Linked DNA regions of Triticum aestivum: all the other regions are linked to region 1. A link is a contact called in public Hi-C data. All regions are on one chromosome and are shown on one strand. Each heading gives the region's core, a stretch centred on a gene start, on an enhancer-like site or on the middle of the called end of the contact. The rest is flanking DNA. Distances are from core to core; before and after follow the strand shown.

The links. A called contact is a pair of places that touch in the nucleus more often than the background predicts.
Region 2: a Hi-C map of leaf shows a contact between it and region 1, with 4 times the contacts expected there. The contact joins the enhancer-like site here to the promoter of LOC123061057 in region 1. A contact is called at or near these places in 2 of 5 Hi-C or Micro-C datasets (both in leaf).
Region 3: a Hi-C map of leaf shows a contact between it and region 1, with 4 times the contacts expected there. The contact joins the promoter of LOC123061056 here to the promoter of LOC123061057 in region 1. A contact is called at or near these places in 1 of 5 Hi-C or Micro-C datasets (leaf) and 1 of 1 datasets of contacts at active chromatin or transcription factors (leaf).

The regions. Positions count from the first base shown.
Region 1 is chr3A:225,023,760-225,028,809 of IWGSC CS RefSeq v2.1, forward strand. LOC123061057 (26S proteasome non-ATPase regulatory subunit 14 homolog) reads left to right here and starts at 2,002. Exons shown (of 6, transcript XM_044483962.1): 1 at 2,002-2,256; 2 at 2,346-2,523; 3 at 4,630-4,711; 4 at 4,917-5,050. The coding sequence starts at 2,130.
Region 2 is chr3A:225,487,184-225,492,233 of IWGSC CS RefSeq v2.1, forward strand. No RefSeq gene overlaps it. Among protein-coding and RNA genes, the nearest start is that of LOC123061059, 150 kb to the right of the region's middle. Within about 2 kb of position 2,473, at least 3 of the 8 cell types and tissues checked have an H3K27ac peak or open chromatin away from gene starts, as enhancers often do. A contact at or near this core is called in leaf, where this site is marked.
Region 3 is chr3A:224,672,728-224,677,777 of IWGSC CS RefSeq v2.1, forward strand. LOC123061056 (lysosomal amino acid transporter 1 homolog) reads right to left here and starts at 2,809. Exons shown (of 14, transcript XM_044483960.1): 1 at 2,577-2,809; 2 at 1,227-1,483; 3 at 1,060-1,102; 4 at 395-421; 5 at 217-312. The coding sequence starts at 1,465.

The DNA of each region.
Region 1 (5,050 bases), core at 752-3,251:
ATAAAGGAAGAAGCGTCACTTTGGGCTATTGCGGGTGCCAAGCATTTGGGTAATGTAATGCCGCAAGAGTAATTCGTTTGTGTTGTGCCGGTGTGGCGGTGTATGTCTTACAAACTCTTCTTCTTAATCAATGAAATGGCAAATCTGTTGCCTTGTTTCAAAAAAAATATACTATGATGAACTATGTATACTATGTTGAACTATCTATGTATCATTTTTTTATCTATTAATCTATGCCTATGTTTTATATTTGTTTGGAGTGTATATGTAGTTTGTGCGAGAGCGCCCGCTGTCTAAGTTTGCAGCGCCTGCTGGAGCGGCTCGCGCGAGCTAAATTTTTGAGCAGCCGCTAGAGCAAGCGCTGCTCGCCGCATAAAAACAGAACGATCTACGCGTTGTAAAAGGTTTTTAGAGTACCACGCGTAGCGCGACTGTTAAAGATGCTCTTACTTTCAACAAAAAGAATGCAAGTTTTCTTTCTCCTCAACCTCAACAGTCGGAGGCAAGATAGAAACTGATTTCCGAGAAAGATATGCTTGAAGTGCACAACACCATACCCTTCCAGACACGTCCAGTCACCGTCGCTATCGCGGCGGCGTCGTGCCGCGGCGTCCCAGCACTCCAAACACCAACTGTCAGGCTCAGATCGAGCTACTCTATCTTCTAGCTAGGTTGAGAAGCAGCGATCGCCGCGGACGACGACGACGTCGTCAGTACAGTGGGCAAGCTTTGTTCGCACGCTGGAAGAAGGAACGATCACTGTTACGTGTCAGCTCTTTGCCGTCCGCCGCCGGGTTGCGCTAGCCTAATTCGTTTTGATCTTCATTGCAGGCTCATGTCATCGTCATGGTCTGGCGCGAGAACGACAATTCGGCAAGGAGAGCTGAGCGGAGCAGATTTTTCATGTGCTCTGCCGGCGCCCCCAAAAGCGGCCAAAAACCCCACCCGCGATCTCGTCGCTAGCGGAGAAGGCTTTGCCTTCGAGTCGAGGCCCTGTGATTTGACGGGCAACGAGCTTTTGGCGAGGGCAAATAATAATGAGGAGAAACCAGAAAGGGCGGGGAAAGGGCGGGGAAGGCCGGATGGATGAATCATTCGGAGCATATCCACTCGCGTCGACAACAGTGCCAATGCAAGTTCAGTGGCCCGAGTGCTGCACACCTTTTGCTTGCGAGAGGGGATGGATAACATAAAGAAGCGCGGCTGCCGTGGTGTAAAGGGGAAAACACACCATCGTGGAATGGTTGCGATTTTGGTGGGAATTAACGTGGCCTTTCCCGGCAATAATGCCATGCCGATTGCGAAAACAAAATTATCTTAAAGCGAAAACAAATTATGTACATGCTTTAATTATGTCATGCCATTTCTGCGAGCTGGTTTTATTGCTTTGCATACAGAAAGTTGATTTCCAGCATTAAGATTGCAAGGTTCATGGTTGAGAAAGTTCTTTACAATTACCTGCATATTTTATCAGTACTTTCTCCATTAATAAGAAATTCTATATAACACAACAATAATTTGGGGATGGAGGTAATACTATATAACACAACAATAAAAGTCTGGGAGTGTAAGCTTTTTTCAAGATGGAGGATTTCCAAAGCTTGACAAAGGTTCATTCGCAACAGGAGATATTTCTTTAGAACGGAAAATTATTTCTCTTTAGCGAAAGCCTGAGATATTAAGAGACCTGACGAAATCTGAAAGACTTCAAGCCCAGCTTGGTCGGCACTACGGCCCATGTAACGGACAGAGTTCGCCACGGCAGCCCACTTCAAACCAGCCGTCCCATGCAACGGACAAAGTTCGCCACGGTAGCCCACTTTAAACCAGCCGGCCCATGCAACGGACAGGGTTCGTCGCGGCAGCCCACTTCAAACCAGCCGGCCCATGCAGCAGACAGAGTTCGCCACGGGAGCCCACTTCAAACCAGCCAGCCCATGCAACAGACAGAGTTCGCCACGCCAGCCCACTTCAAGCCCAGCTCGGGTGTTAGCTTCGTGTGCTCGAAGAAAGAAATCCAGGGGTCGCAGTAGAAGACAGAAGCAGCAGACAAAGCCGAGAAAAAAAAACGCCGTCCTCCCCAAGCGCCCCCCTCACTCAGGAACCAAATCGAACAACCCAGAGAAGCCATGGAGCGGCTGCAGCGGATCTTCGGCGCCGGCGGGATGGGCCAGCCGCCGTCGGACTCGCCGCTGCTCGACTCCTCCGAGCAGGTCTACATCTCGTCCCTCGCCCTCCTCAAGATGCTCAAGCACGGTTAGTCCCTCAAGCTAGCTCCCTTTTGGTTCCGATCTACGCCCTTCTCCCTCTCCACGAAGCTAGGGTTAACCGGTCGGAAATTACAGGGAGGGCCGGCGTGCCGATGGAGGTCATGGGCCTCATGCTCGGCGAGTTCGTCGACGACTACACGGTCCGGGTGGTCGACGTCTTCGCCATGCCGCAGAGCGGGACGGGGGTCAGCGTCGAGGCCGTCGACCACGTCTTCCAGACCAACATGCTCGACATGCTCAAGCAGACCGGCAGGTATGGCCGCCGATCCGGATCGTAGATCTGTTGGCCCTGTCGTTTTCCCCTCTCCCGCGCCAGATTTGATGCCCTTAATTTGTCCATACTCGTTGATAAGCTGAAAAGGATCGACCTCATCAACTTATTATGCCAATTGATTTACGCACCTGAGCCGATACTTTTTGTTCAGGCTTGTGTGGTTGATTTGCTATTAGTTCCAGATGTTAATTTGTGGAAGATAGGCCATATGGAGTAATCCCTCCGTTCATTTTTGTAAGGTGTTTTAGACATTTAAGACAACACCCATAACAGTTCAATTTCAGCTGTCTAAAATGTCTTACAAAAGTGAACAGAGGGAGTACTATATACGACGATTTTGGATCATTGTTTGATGTATATTGTTGCTATATCTTTCTTAATTACATCTTAGTTGCTATAGTTCCCTTAGGCACATGTCAGTGACTAAAGTCAGCCCTGATGCACGTCATGGTATCCTAGTCCGTTCCCATAAGCTTCTTGTATCTGTTGGTACTTTATTTGCTTACCCCTTGCTTGATTTCACACTTCCATTTGTTCAATGCTTTCACTATAGCATTTGCTTTCACTATAGCATTTAGAAAGATATGTAGTTACTTGGAGCACAGTTCATTATCATCGTCTAGTTGAAAATTTCAAGGTTTCATCATTAGTGATCCAGTGGAGGATCCGCCATTGGACTATACTCCTCACAGCCCTTTCATAGCTACCACTTTACCAGCTCTAGGGATATATTGCATACATAGTGTAACATAATACACAGAAGAAGCGAATATCGAGTGAACCAATCTGATAAGATATGCTTGAATCACTTTTGGAGAAAGACATGTTTGTACTGGCTTAGCATCTAACTGTAAATTAAGAATTTTCCTGGAGTTGGCGGGCTTCTAACAGGCTCTGCCCCTAGAGAAGCTCCACCCTTGGTTATGTATCATCCATCGTTGATGATGATCTCCATAGACGATATGATGGGCATGATGATGAGCCTAGTGAATGGATAAGTCAGGGGTATTACATAACTCAGATAGTACTTTATTTAGATTAGATGGCTTAACTCGTGTGGTAGTTTTGAATTATGCTTCTGTTCTTTCTCAATTGAGCTTGTGTTCAGTTGAATGTGTTAGGATAATACATCTTCATGTGTTTTATCATAGAAATATTGGTGGCCCTACAGCTGACTTGTGAAACTTAATATTTCTTCGTACATGCGAATTCATTTTGTTTACAGTTCAGATAAGTGTACCTTAGGTCTATGAGTTTGACATGTAATCTTCTCTAAAACCAGTTATGGTTTGCCTTTTCGACTAATTCAGCTATGTTTCATTATAGAACCAAAGCTGTGCCAGCAAGTTGGAACTATTGTTTACATCATATTGTTAAAGACGTCAGTAATAGATTCTGAGCAACATAGCTTCAAGCAGAATCTCGAATTGTGTCATTGCCAACAGAATAATTTCATATCCTTTTTAGCAATATCAATTGTCAAATTGATTGAGAACCACCTTTTGGTGTGGTGGAGGAGTTGTGGGGGCACGACTTCACAACTCCACCCATCAGGGTTCAAATCCTGCCGCTCACATTTATACAGTATGGGTCTCCCGTACAGTCTTTCTATTAGAAATAAATGTTGAATTGGTTCCAAAAATGATTTTGCAACCCGTTCTAGGAATGCAACGCGTAATCATCAATTTATTGTGTTATAGTTAAGCACATATACACTGTCCATGGTTCACCGTCCATGGTTCTGTTACCTTTCTAGTAAGTAGCTCTGATGCTAGCTCTTAATGTGGTCTTTGCCGGAGCCTGGACTTTAAAGATGGTTGTTCAACTATTTGTAGTTACGGGTCTCTTACAAGCTATTTGAAGGTTCCGATAAGAAATTACTACATATTATCCTTTAAAAAACTACCGTGTATGGAGTACTACGGATGTATGCTCAGCTGTGCAGTGAACATCATGTGCACCCTTTGTTTCCCAATTTTCCCAATTATTTTTTGAAGAAATTGTTGGCAATAGCTATATCATTGCCACCTTGGATGTTCTTTTTTTGACAAACTTGTCAGTTAATACTTGGAATTACTTTGACAGGCCAGAAATGGTGGTAGGGTGGTATCACTCTCATCCTGGTTTTGGTTGCTGGCTATCGGGTGTTGACATCAATACTCAACAGGTGCACACATACACATACTTCGCCTATCTTGTACTCCCTCCGTTCCAAATTACTTGTCGTGGTTTTAGTTCAATTTGAACTAAAACCACGACAAGTAATTTGGAACGGAGGGAGTATAAATTTGTGAAAAGAGTTTGTTGTCTTGAGGCAAACAGACATGTAATAAAGCTTATATGTGTTATAATGTTGAATACTGAACCTGCAGAGTTTCGAAGCTTTGAACCCCAGGGCAGTTGCCGTCGTGATCGACCCCATCCAGAGTGTCAAGGGGAAGGTGGTCATCGATGCATTTCGTCTCATTAACCCTCAGACCATGATGCTTGGGCAGGAGCCACGTCA
Region 2 (5,050 bases), core at 1,223-3,722, 460 kb after region 1:
AGAACAATGCAAAATGTTAACGAATTTATAAATACAGACTACTCAGGATTTTCAAAAATCATGAATTGAATAAAAGTGGATGCATCATTAAAAATGTTCATATAGTTCAAAAATGCACTTTAAAAAATGTTTATGTTGTGTTTAAAAAGATGTTCACCGTGTATAAAGAAATATTTAACATGTAATCCACAAAATGTCCACTCTGCATTAAAAAAACTCACCATGTTTAAAATAATATTCACCATGTCGTTTTAAAATTGATAGTGTTTTCTGAAAAGTTCCATGGTGTATGAAGAAAATGATCATGAATTTTGAAAATATCCATAAGATTTAAAAAGTCACAAATTTTAAAATAAATGTTCAAAAATTATGAAAAATACCCATGAAATGTTCGAAGAAAAAGCTGAAAGTAAAAACCAAAAATATATAGAAGTTAAAACTTCAGGAAATCTAGTGAATAGCTAAAAAATATGAGAAAAATGAATAAACCTTGGAACACAACGGAACTATTCACAAGTCGCTCCCCGTGGTGGGTCGGCCAACTACACTGGGCTTGTGCGTTTGCCCTTTAATTTGATGCGGCAAGCATCGAATAGGGAATTCAGAAATACATCACTTGGTTGGGAAGGAATTGTGATGCAGGCCCCACTCTCAGATTTACTGGTTCTTTTTCTTTGCTTCTTTTTTGGACAAAAAGAAAAAACCTGTGAAAAACTAGAAGAAAGCTCAAGGACCCCACACAAAAGCATCAAATCCATCTACAGTTGTGTGAGAGCGAAAACAAAAAATCTGGGCAGCCATTGGGAAAACCAAAGGAGGAACCCGACTCAAAACATGAAAATCGGCAGCCAGCGTGCCGGAGCGACATAAGTGGGCCGAGCCCATCAAAATCGAAAGTAAGGTGCGTGTATAGGAGCAATTAGGAGAGCACCTCTCCTCGCTTGCGCAAAGGCTGTATCTCGCTTATAGCGAGTCCGATGAAAGACTCGCCTGAAGGGTCTATAGTAACAGGACGCCCCATTAGCGCATATACTAAAAAAATAGAGAAAAAAAAGGGGACCCATGGGATTTGATCCAGAGATCGTTAGATTGTAGCGTAGAGCAGCCAGCCATTCGGCCATCTTCCAGTTCGTCTTATGTTGGTAGGTTGTGACCTAGTAGAAGAGAAACAGTCGGTCTTCCACTGTTTTTAAGTCTATTTTTTTGTCTTTCTTGTCTCTTAACCAGTTTTTCTTCGTTTCATTCTCTGTTATTATTACTTTTTCCCTTTCTTTCTCCTTTATTTTTATTTGTTTATTTTTCTTTTTTACTAGTTTTTTCTTTTTTTCTTCATTTCCTTCAGTTTTGTTTCTTTTCTTTTCTTGTTTTTCATTGTTTTTCTTTTGTTTTCTCGGGTTTTCATTGTTTTTCTATACATATTTTTGGTATATATTTAATATATTTTTCTAATATACATGTTTAATAATTTTCAAATACAAGATTAACATTTATTGAATAAATGGTCAATATTTATATATACATATTTAGCATTTTCAAATGCTTGATTAACAGTTTTCATATAATAGATTAAAATTTTTTCTATACACTTACAAGGTCAACATTTCCTCTATACACATTTTACATTTGTTTTCAATTCTTTGATTAACTTTTTTAAATACAAGTTTAACATATTCTACATACATACTCAACATTTTTTCTATACACATATAATACTCTTTTTTTCATATCCTTGATTAATTTTTTTCAAATACTACATTAATATTTTTTGAATGCATGGTCAACAATTTTCCTATACACATTTACCATATTTTTCAAATGCTAGATTAACATTTTTCAAATACAAGTTTTAGTATTTTATCAATACATGGTGACCATTCTTTTCTATGCACATTAAACATTTTTTTAATACATGGTCAATATTTTTCTATACATATTTAACATTTTGAAATGCTTGATAATATTGTTCAAATACTTGTTTAACATTTTCTTTCTAAATTCATGGATTAAAATAATTTAAATACATGATCAACTTTTTTGACACAAATTATATATTTTTTGTGTACATTTTTCGTATACGTGAGAACCATTTTCTCTATGTACATTAAAAAAATCATATGCTTGGTTAATTTTTTTTATGTAAAGCTTTTTTTGTAAAGAAATGAAAGAAAAAATGAAAGCGAAAACATGAAAAAAAAAACGAGGCAGTGGCCTCCACGCACTTGCCCGGCCTATACACTTGTGAGACAACAACGCGCTTCAGCGAATCGGAAGGTTGCCTAGCTAGAAGCGAGGTATAGTCGCGCCCCATCACTTAAGACGATTGAATGTCTCGCTGAAGTAGTCTACAATAATCGGGCCGGCCCACTCGCATAGTTAATAAAGAAAAATGAGAGGAGTAGCGAGTTAGAAGGTTGCCTCGCTATAAGCGAGGTATAGCCGCGCCCAATTGCTTAACGCGGTGACTATATGTCGCATTAAGTGAGAGATAGTATGCCTCGCTGAAGGGTCTACATTAATCGGGCCGGGCCGGTCGTGCATAGTTCGCATAGTTAATAAAGAAAAAGGAGAGGAGAAAGTGAGTGCAGCACATGGGATTTCAAGAGAGGTCCTATTGGACGCTCGCGAGCGGCAAACAGAAGAGCCTTCGCTGAAGAGCGCGTAAAACGGGCCGGCCCATTTGCAGGCGCTGAATGTAAAAACTCACGAGAATTAAGCAGGGGCGCAGAATGTAAAAACTTACAAGAATTTTAGCAGGGGCCTGGACTCGAACTCCCCCGCCGGCACGCCACAAACTACAGTTGTAAACGGTCAAGCTAGCCACTCTGCTTAGCCAAAACATAGCGCAAATGCTTAACTAATAGCAAACGAGGCGGACCCCTTGCATGAACAAATTTCTTCAAAAACGTGAATTTCTTTTCAAATTTGAAAAACTTCTAAAACACGAACAATTTTGAAAAAGTTGAAACATGAACAATTTTTTTATATAGTCTGAACAAAATTTTTAATGTACATTGAACATTTATGTAATATACGCCGAACAATTTGTAAGAACACATTGAACAATCTCTTAATATACGACGAACAAGTTTTCAAAATACACAATGAACATTTCGTAGTATACATTGAATAATCTCTTAATATGATGAACAAGTTTTCAAAATACACAATGAACATTTTGTAGTATACGTTGAACAATCTCTTAATATACGATGAACAAGTTTTCAAAATACACAATGAACATTTTGTAGTATATGTTGAACAATCTCTTAATATACGATGAACAAGTTTAAAATGTAAGATGAACAATTTCTTAATATACAACGAACATTTTTTTAATACGCGGAGGACCTTTTATATACTACAAAATGAAAAACAGAGAAAAGAAACATCAAAAAAGAAAAGAAAAGAAATAAGCAGAGAAAAAGAAAAATGAAATAAAAATAGAATAAAACCTGGTTAAAAAAGGAAAAACTGTTTCAAGGAACCTTCTAGAAGGTTCCCTAAACAGGCCATGAACATTTCAGAAGGTTCCCAAAACCGGAACCTTTCTCCAAAGATACCACAACGAAGAAACATGGGGAGCAACTAGTTAACGAGCGCTCCTTCGGGAGCCTCGCAACAATCAGCGCCACTTGGCGCGCTCTCAGCCATTCGCCACGTGTTGTGCTCTGGACGCTCCCTCCGAATTTTTTTTTATATATTTTTCCGCATGCGTTTTTGACTTTTTGGACGGTTTTTTCCGGGGTTTTTCGATGTTTTGGTTTTCCCCCGGTCTTCATTAGCTTTTTCGATAAAAAAAATCGAAAAAAAAATTTCAAGAAAAAAACGCGTTTCCTTTTTCCTTTCTTTCGCGAAAGTCACGGTTTTTTTTCCGCGAGAGGCACGGTTGTGCTTTAGCGAGAGTCACGGCCGTGCCTTTCGGAAGCGGGGGAAAAATGCGTTTTCTGTTTTTTTTTCTTTCGCGGGAGTCACGGTTTTGCTTCCGCGAGAGGCACGGTTGTTCTTTCGCGAGAGTCAAGGTTGTGCCTCTCGGAAAGGGAAAAACAAAACGCGTTTTTGTTTTTTCGCGAGAGTCATGGTTTTGCTTCCGCGAGAGACACGGTTGTGCTTTCGCGAGAGTCACGGCCATTCCTCTCAGAAAGGGAAAAACTACGTGTTTTCTATTTATTTTTCTTTCGCCAGAGTCACGATCTTGCTTCCGTGAGAGGCACGGTTGTGCTTTCACGAGAGTCACAGCCGTGCCTCTCGAAATCGGAAAAAATATGTTTTTTGTTTTTTTTCCTTTCACGAGAGTCACGGTTTTGCTACCACGAGTGGCACGGGTGTGATATCGTGACAGGTACGGGTGTGCCTCTTTCGAAAAAGGAAAAAACCGTGCTCCCGGTTCGGTTTTTTCGTCTGTTTTTTTCGTGAAAAAAAGTTCATCAAAATCTATCAACATGAGATCTAATTTTGAAGATCTCGACGCGAGGAATCCAATGGTGAAAACGATTCGAGATTTGAACGCACGGTTTAAAAGATAAAACATTTGAATAAACGAATCTACGAAAAAGGGAAAATTTTTATGTGGCGACAAGTGACGCGCTGCATATGCACCACTTTGTCGCGACCTGAAAAAGTGAAGTGTTCTTTGCAACGAGTACTTCTTAATTAGTGATTTCAAGAAACAGGAGGGAAGCGAATGCTGGGCCGGCCCGAGTGGGAGCGACAGGTTGTTCGCTCTGAGCGAAGCTGCAAAGATTCGACGCTAACGAGCGTCATATAGGAATCACCGGATTTCAAGCCTGACCTCTTGGTTGACTGCAAGCGTGGCTAGCTATTGGTCTTTCCTTGAATTCGTGATGGACTAGTAGAGCGGGTCTACTGAAGTCAAAATGAGTTCGTTTCTCCACTGTTTCTTCTTCATTTTTTTGGTTTTATTTCTTTTTTCGTTTTCTTTTGTTTCTTTTCATTTTTATTATTTTGTTTATTTCATTCCTTTTGCATTTGTTTCTTCATTTTTTTCTTTTGTTTCTTTTTTGTTTACATTTTTGTTTTCTTTGTTCCTCTT
Region 3 (5,050 bases), core at 1,559-4,058, 350 kb before region 1:
TTAAGGGAATCTGGCTTGTGGTAACACTAAACTACTTTGCAAAGCCGCGAGCAGCTGCATCATAAGTGCATGAATCCAGAAATAGAAGTATTGTTCATATACAGTGGTTGCTTCTCTACAATTGTTAACCACATTAAGTATCTATTTTGCTAATATTCAGAGAAACGTGATTCCTTGCAAACATAATGATAATCGTCAATGTTACGGAGTGATCACCTTGGCAGTTACCCCAGTTTTCTTTACTTTAAGATGGTAGATGTGGCTATAGTATATTGTCTGTCCAGTGAGAATCACAGTTGTGATGGTATATAGCTGCATTGCAAAAATTAAGTTCTCAGATGACAGAAACCACGCAGAATTGAAGTAACAAGAGTTAAGAAAATGGTGTCCTTACCAATGCCATGTAAAACTGTGTCGGCAGCTGCATTACAAATAAAAAATATTAATTTCAAATGTTCAAAATAAAAGATAATTATTTAATCCCACGCATCCTTTCTACATCACAACTGCAACTTTAAACTCTCTCTTTTCAATTAAATGAAACACAAAGGTCCTTCGCGTTTTCTTGAAAAAAGAACAACTGAACATGAAGAAGTTGTACACATTAAATGCAAGAGGGCTGTATTGGCAAGCATAATCAGGTTTATGTACAGCAGATCTAAATCATTTATATAACTTGTTTAGATTGTTAGGGAATCTCCCATTTTGAGATACTATATATGCTTGGAACTATTATATTAGTGTTCATATTCAGTTACTCTCCGCTTCAAAAAAAAATGCATGAGTTCATCCAGCATAACTATACTAGCTCTTGCTGGTTCCAGGAACATGGCAGGCAAGCAGAAATGATTTGGTTGCTTTTCATACTCATGAATAACACGTCATTATATTGTCCAAATGAAACTGCAGTCGGATAGTTCATTAAATCAGACAAAACTACTAGTGTCCTATATATAGGATATTAACACATGTAACGGGTGCATGTGCCTCGCGGAAGAAAAATGTCGTATGATGGAATTTGAGAAAAGAAAAGGAAACTGTGGCAATAGTGGATCTTACAGTAGCAGGTTCCAGGAAACAGCCGACAAGGTTAAACAAATCCCTGCATGAGTGCAGAAGAATGACATACACCATTAGAAGCGTTGCGCACGATATGCATATGCAAGTACAATAAGGATGATACAACATCAATATGCGAGGAAGGTGAGAAATAAGAAACAACATACCCAACTATCCAGGTCATCAGAAAGGCAATAGAAAGGCCTTCTGTTGACTTCTGTTTGTAATTTGTTATGATCTGCGGCACCTCGGCGATACCCCAACTGAGGACACTAGCCAGTCCAAGACCCAGGGCAACACCATCCTTAGTACTGCACAGGCAGTACTTCAGATAGACTTTAGCCCATTCCGCGCAATGCGGAGCTGATGGGCAGCTCGGAGGAGGCGTTCCACTGAAGATACCCATTGGCGTGTGTGCTCAAACCTGAGGAACAGTTGCACAAAACATGGGCGTTATAAAAAGGATGTGCTGTCAATTTGATCTTCTCATTTGAACAAGAAAGGAAACATATTACTCTAATTAGCAACCTCTTATTTCCATTATGAAATAAGTACCATACAGGCATATGTGAAGAAAATGTTTTCCGTTTTTTACTTGAAATGCCTGAAGCAAATTGAATAGCTGTCTAAATTTCAGCTCAAAATATGGGGGAGAGAGAACTGTTCCATCACCAAAAAAAGAAACAGATATGATGAAAGTTCAGAGACAGCAGCTAAAAGAGAAGAATGGAGAAGAATCTAAAAGAGAATAGTATGGAAAGAATATTCAAAAGTAAAAGGAAGAGGATGTAAGAAAAGATTGAGGAGAAGAGAGATGATCCACTCCCCGTATACTGCAGTTTGTTTGTGTAAGCATGCAACATTATTACTGTAGAAAAATGAATTTTAAAAAATGAACTGGATTTTGAAAATTCTATTGATAAGGACTTGTAGATGTAAGTGGCCTTCATTCTCTTCTCCTATGTCCACACGAATCACCTAGGCAAACAGCCAAAAACACGAACCAAATTGAACAAAATATCTGCGTCCGTTCTTTCTCTCTCCATCTCTGAGGTTATCCATCCCCTTGCTCTCCGCCGCCAACCCAAAACATGCTGCAGATCCATAGTTCAAACAATCGCGTCAAGAGAGATAAAACTTGAAAGTGGAACCCCGGACGCGTCACCCCGTCGGCCCAGCCTAATCGAGACATCTCTGAAAATTGCATCGATTCCCTAGCGAATCCGCGTCTCCGTTCCAGAAGCCAAACGGCAACGCGTCTCCGCCATTAACACACTTGAAAGGCCGCAAGAAAGAAGAAGAAACCCTTGGAAGAATCTAAAGCCGGCGCGACGTACAGGCAGGAAGAGAAAGATGGCTGAATCGGGAGTAGGGCTACTCAATCTCGTCAGAGCGATGGACGCAGCCGCCAAGAAGCGAAACCCCGGACGGAACACGGCATTGTCGGACACTCACGAGGCGGCGGCGCCAGAAGAAGGAAAAAGCGTCGCGAGGGAAGGAGGTGAGGTGGTTCGTACCAGAGTTGTTCGTCTTGTTGCCGAGGAAGCGAGAGAGAGAGAGAGAGTTGGAGTTGGCGAGGCGAAGATGGAATAGAAGCCGAGAGGAGAGAGGCCGCGATTTTATCGCCCGCTCGCCCTCGCCGCCGCTTCTTGGCTGTGATGTGGGTGGCTGGTTCTCGCGAGACCAGGATGCCTATTTTGGCGGCTTGCCACCGTGCCCTGCCGCGGCCGCGTGGCACCGCTCGCTCGGGCTAGGAAGACTTCCTGCTGGAGGCTGGACCGGGACCCGCGACTCGTGAGCCGTTCGTTCGCAGGTTTTTCTTCCCTCTTGTCGAACGGAAACGTGCCGTCGTCCACGCAGGTTACGGCTCGGTAGCCCGGGCGCGTACGTCTCGGTCGCCCTCGACACGATCAACAGGTGAAAACGTGGGGTAGTTCTGTTCGTCACATGGTTCATACATGATGTACTCCCTTTGTTCCTTCTTTTTCAACAAGTTGAGGCGCTCAAGGCGCCAAATTTCATTCAAACAGTGCTCAAGTACATGTTACAGCGTGGATTACAAACTGGTGGTATCTCAGCTCTGAGATAGCTTGAATATAAGGACAACCAAGATGCCTATGAGCCTGCTTGATACTTCGTTTAGATCACTACTTTAGTGATCTGAATGTTTTTATATTTGCTTACAGAGGGAGTACGTGCATAAGCAGGTTCTACTCTAGAGTTTAGAATCTGATGAACGGCATCATGAGCAAAACTATTTAAGTTTCTAGCAATATGAAAAACTACAATGCCTGTGATGCTTAGAGAGGTTAAAAAATCTTGCCAAGTGTTGCCTGCTAGTCTAGTGAGATGAATATGAAGATATACCGTCAACAACTGCTGCTTTTGCTAGGGAGAAATTGTCAGTAAGGAAGGTGACACCCTACAGGTTGAGTTTGTCCACAATGACTGTCGCAAGGTGAGGAGCAACTCCCTCGGCCACCAAGGGAGAAGACGCAAGCTCCATGGAAGCTTGGATCATGAGCGAAGAGAAACACGCGCCTTCTGCAAGTTGAAAACAAATCCCCAGACATGTTGATGGAATAGTGCTTCTACCAGGAATTTTGTTCTTCTTCCAAGAAGCATCTGAGAAGATTTTAGGCCCTACAATCAAAAGATCAAAATCAATAGTATGAACTGGAGGAGGGAGTAGTTGGCCCAGCAGCTAGTGGACGGACACCATTGTTTGCAATTGCATGATCATCATGTAATAAATTAGAAACTGAAGCTGAGATAGCCTTCTCGTTCTGATGGATGTGATGAGGTGGCTTCTTCCCTATTAAATAGTTTATCATTCCTATCTTTCCAAAGTGATCACATAAATGTGAGAATATTTTGCATGGAAGCATAGAGGTGATTCATGGAAAGAAGAAGCAGGATGGTAGCATGCAAAGAATCTTGTCCGGTAATTAAAATTTCAGAGTTTAAAAACAAGGTGAAGAGAGCCAGACAACTTTAGTGAATGGACATAGGAAGAAGAGGTGCATATCATTTTCAATGAGGTACCTACCCTTGCTCCGGTGGGAGGCGCCTTTCTTAGTAGCCTCCAAGTAAAGGTTGGAATTCTTGGATCCAAGCCTTTAATTTTCCACACTTGCTTGAGAATGTTCTTGACTGCAATGGGGACCTAAGAAGCCTGAATGTTTGGAGCTTGTTGTATATCCTGCGAACACAACTTATAGACACCTTAGAGTTACACTTACTATTAGGTGTCAAATCCCATCAAAGAATGTCTTCATTGTCATCCTGGATAATAGGAGTTTGGAGAATAGCAGAGGCTATATATAGGCTCAGAGAAAAGTTGGGTTACAAGATTAGTATGTCACTATTTTCTAGTGGCAACCCAAAGATCTTGAACAGAAGTAGGATAGATAAAATGGGATGGTTGGATGCAAACATGAGAGTACACAGAGCTCCAAGCTAGACACCATGGAGTGTTCCTTTTTATTTACTCCATGTATAGGATTTCGTTGATGAACAAATTTATATTAAATCCACTACTTTGCTTTCCTAAAAAACATTACTTTGCTAAAATTGTTGCTAAGATTTTGGCTCTAGGCTGCAACCTAAGATGAACCGGCTGACTTCCCAAGGTCAAAATGCATTTATTAAAGGAAGAAGTATTCATGACAATTTTGTTTATGTTCAAGCCATAACCGAGGCGTTGAGGTGGAAAAATCCACTCTATCATGTTCAAGCTTAACCTGGCAAAAGCATTTGATTATGTCTTAGAATTCATGCTTGGGTTGCTTCAATACAGAGGATTTGGGCGTAAATGTGTGTGTGTGTGTGGGGGGGGGGGGGTTGATTGTTGCATTATTCGTCACCTCATCTACTAGGTGTGTGTTAATTCCTCTCTTAGTGAGCAGATTCACCACTGGCCGATGAGGTCTCCGGCAAGGGGACCCCTTGCCCCCCTCCTCTTTGTTCTTGTTGTCAACTACCTCGGTCA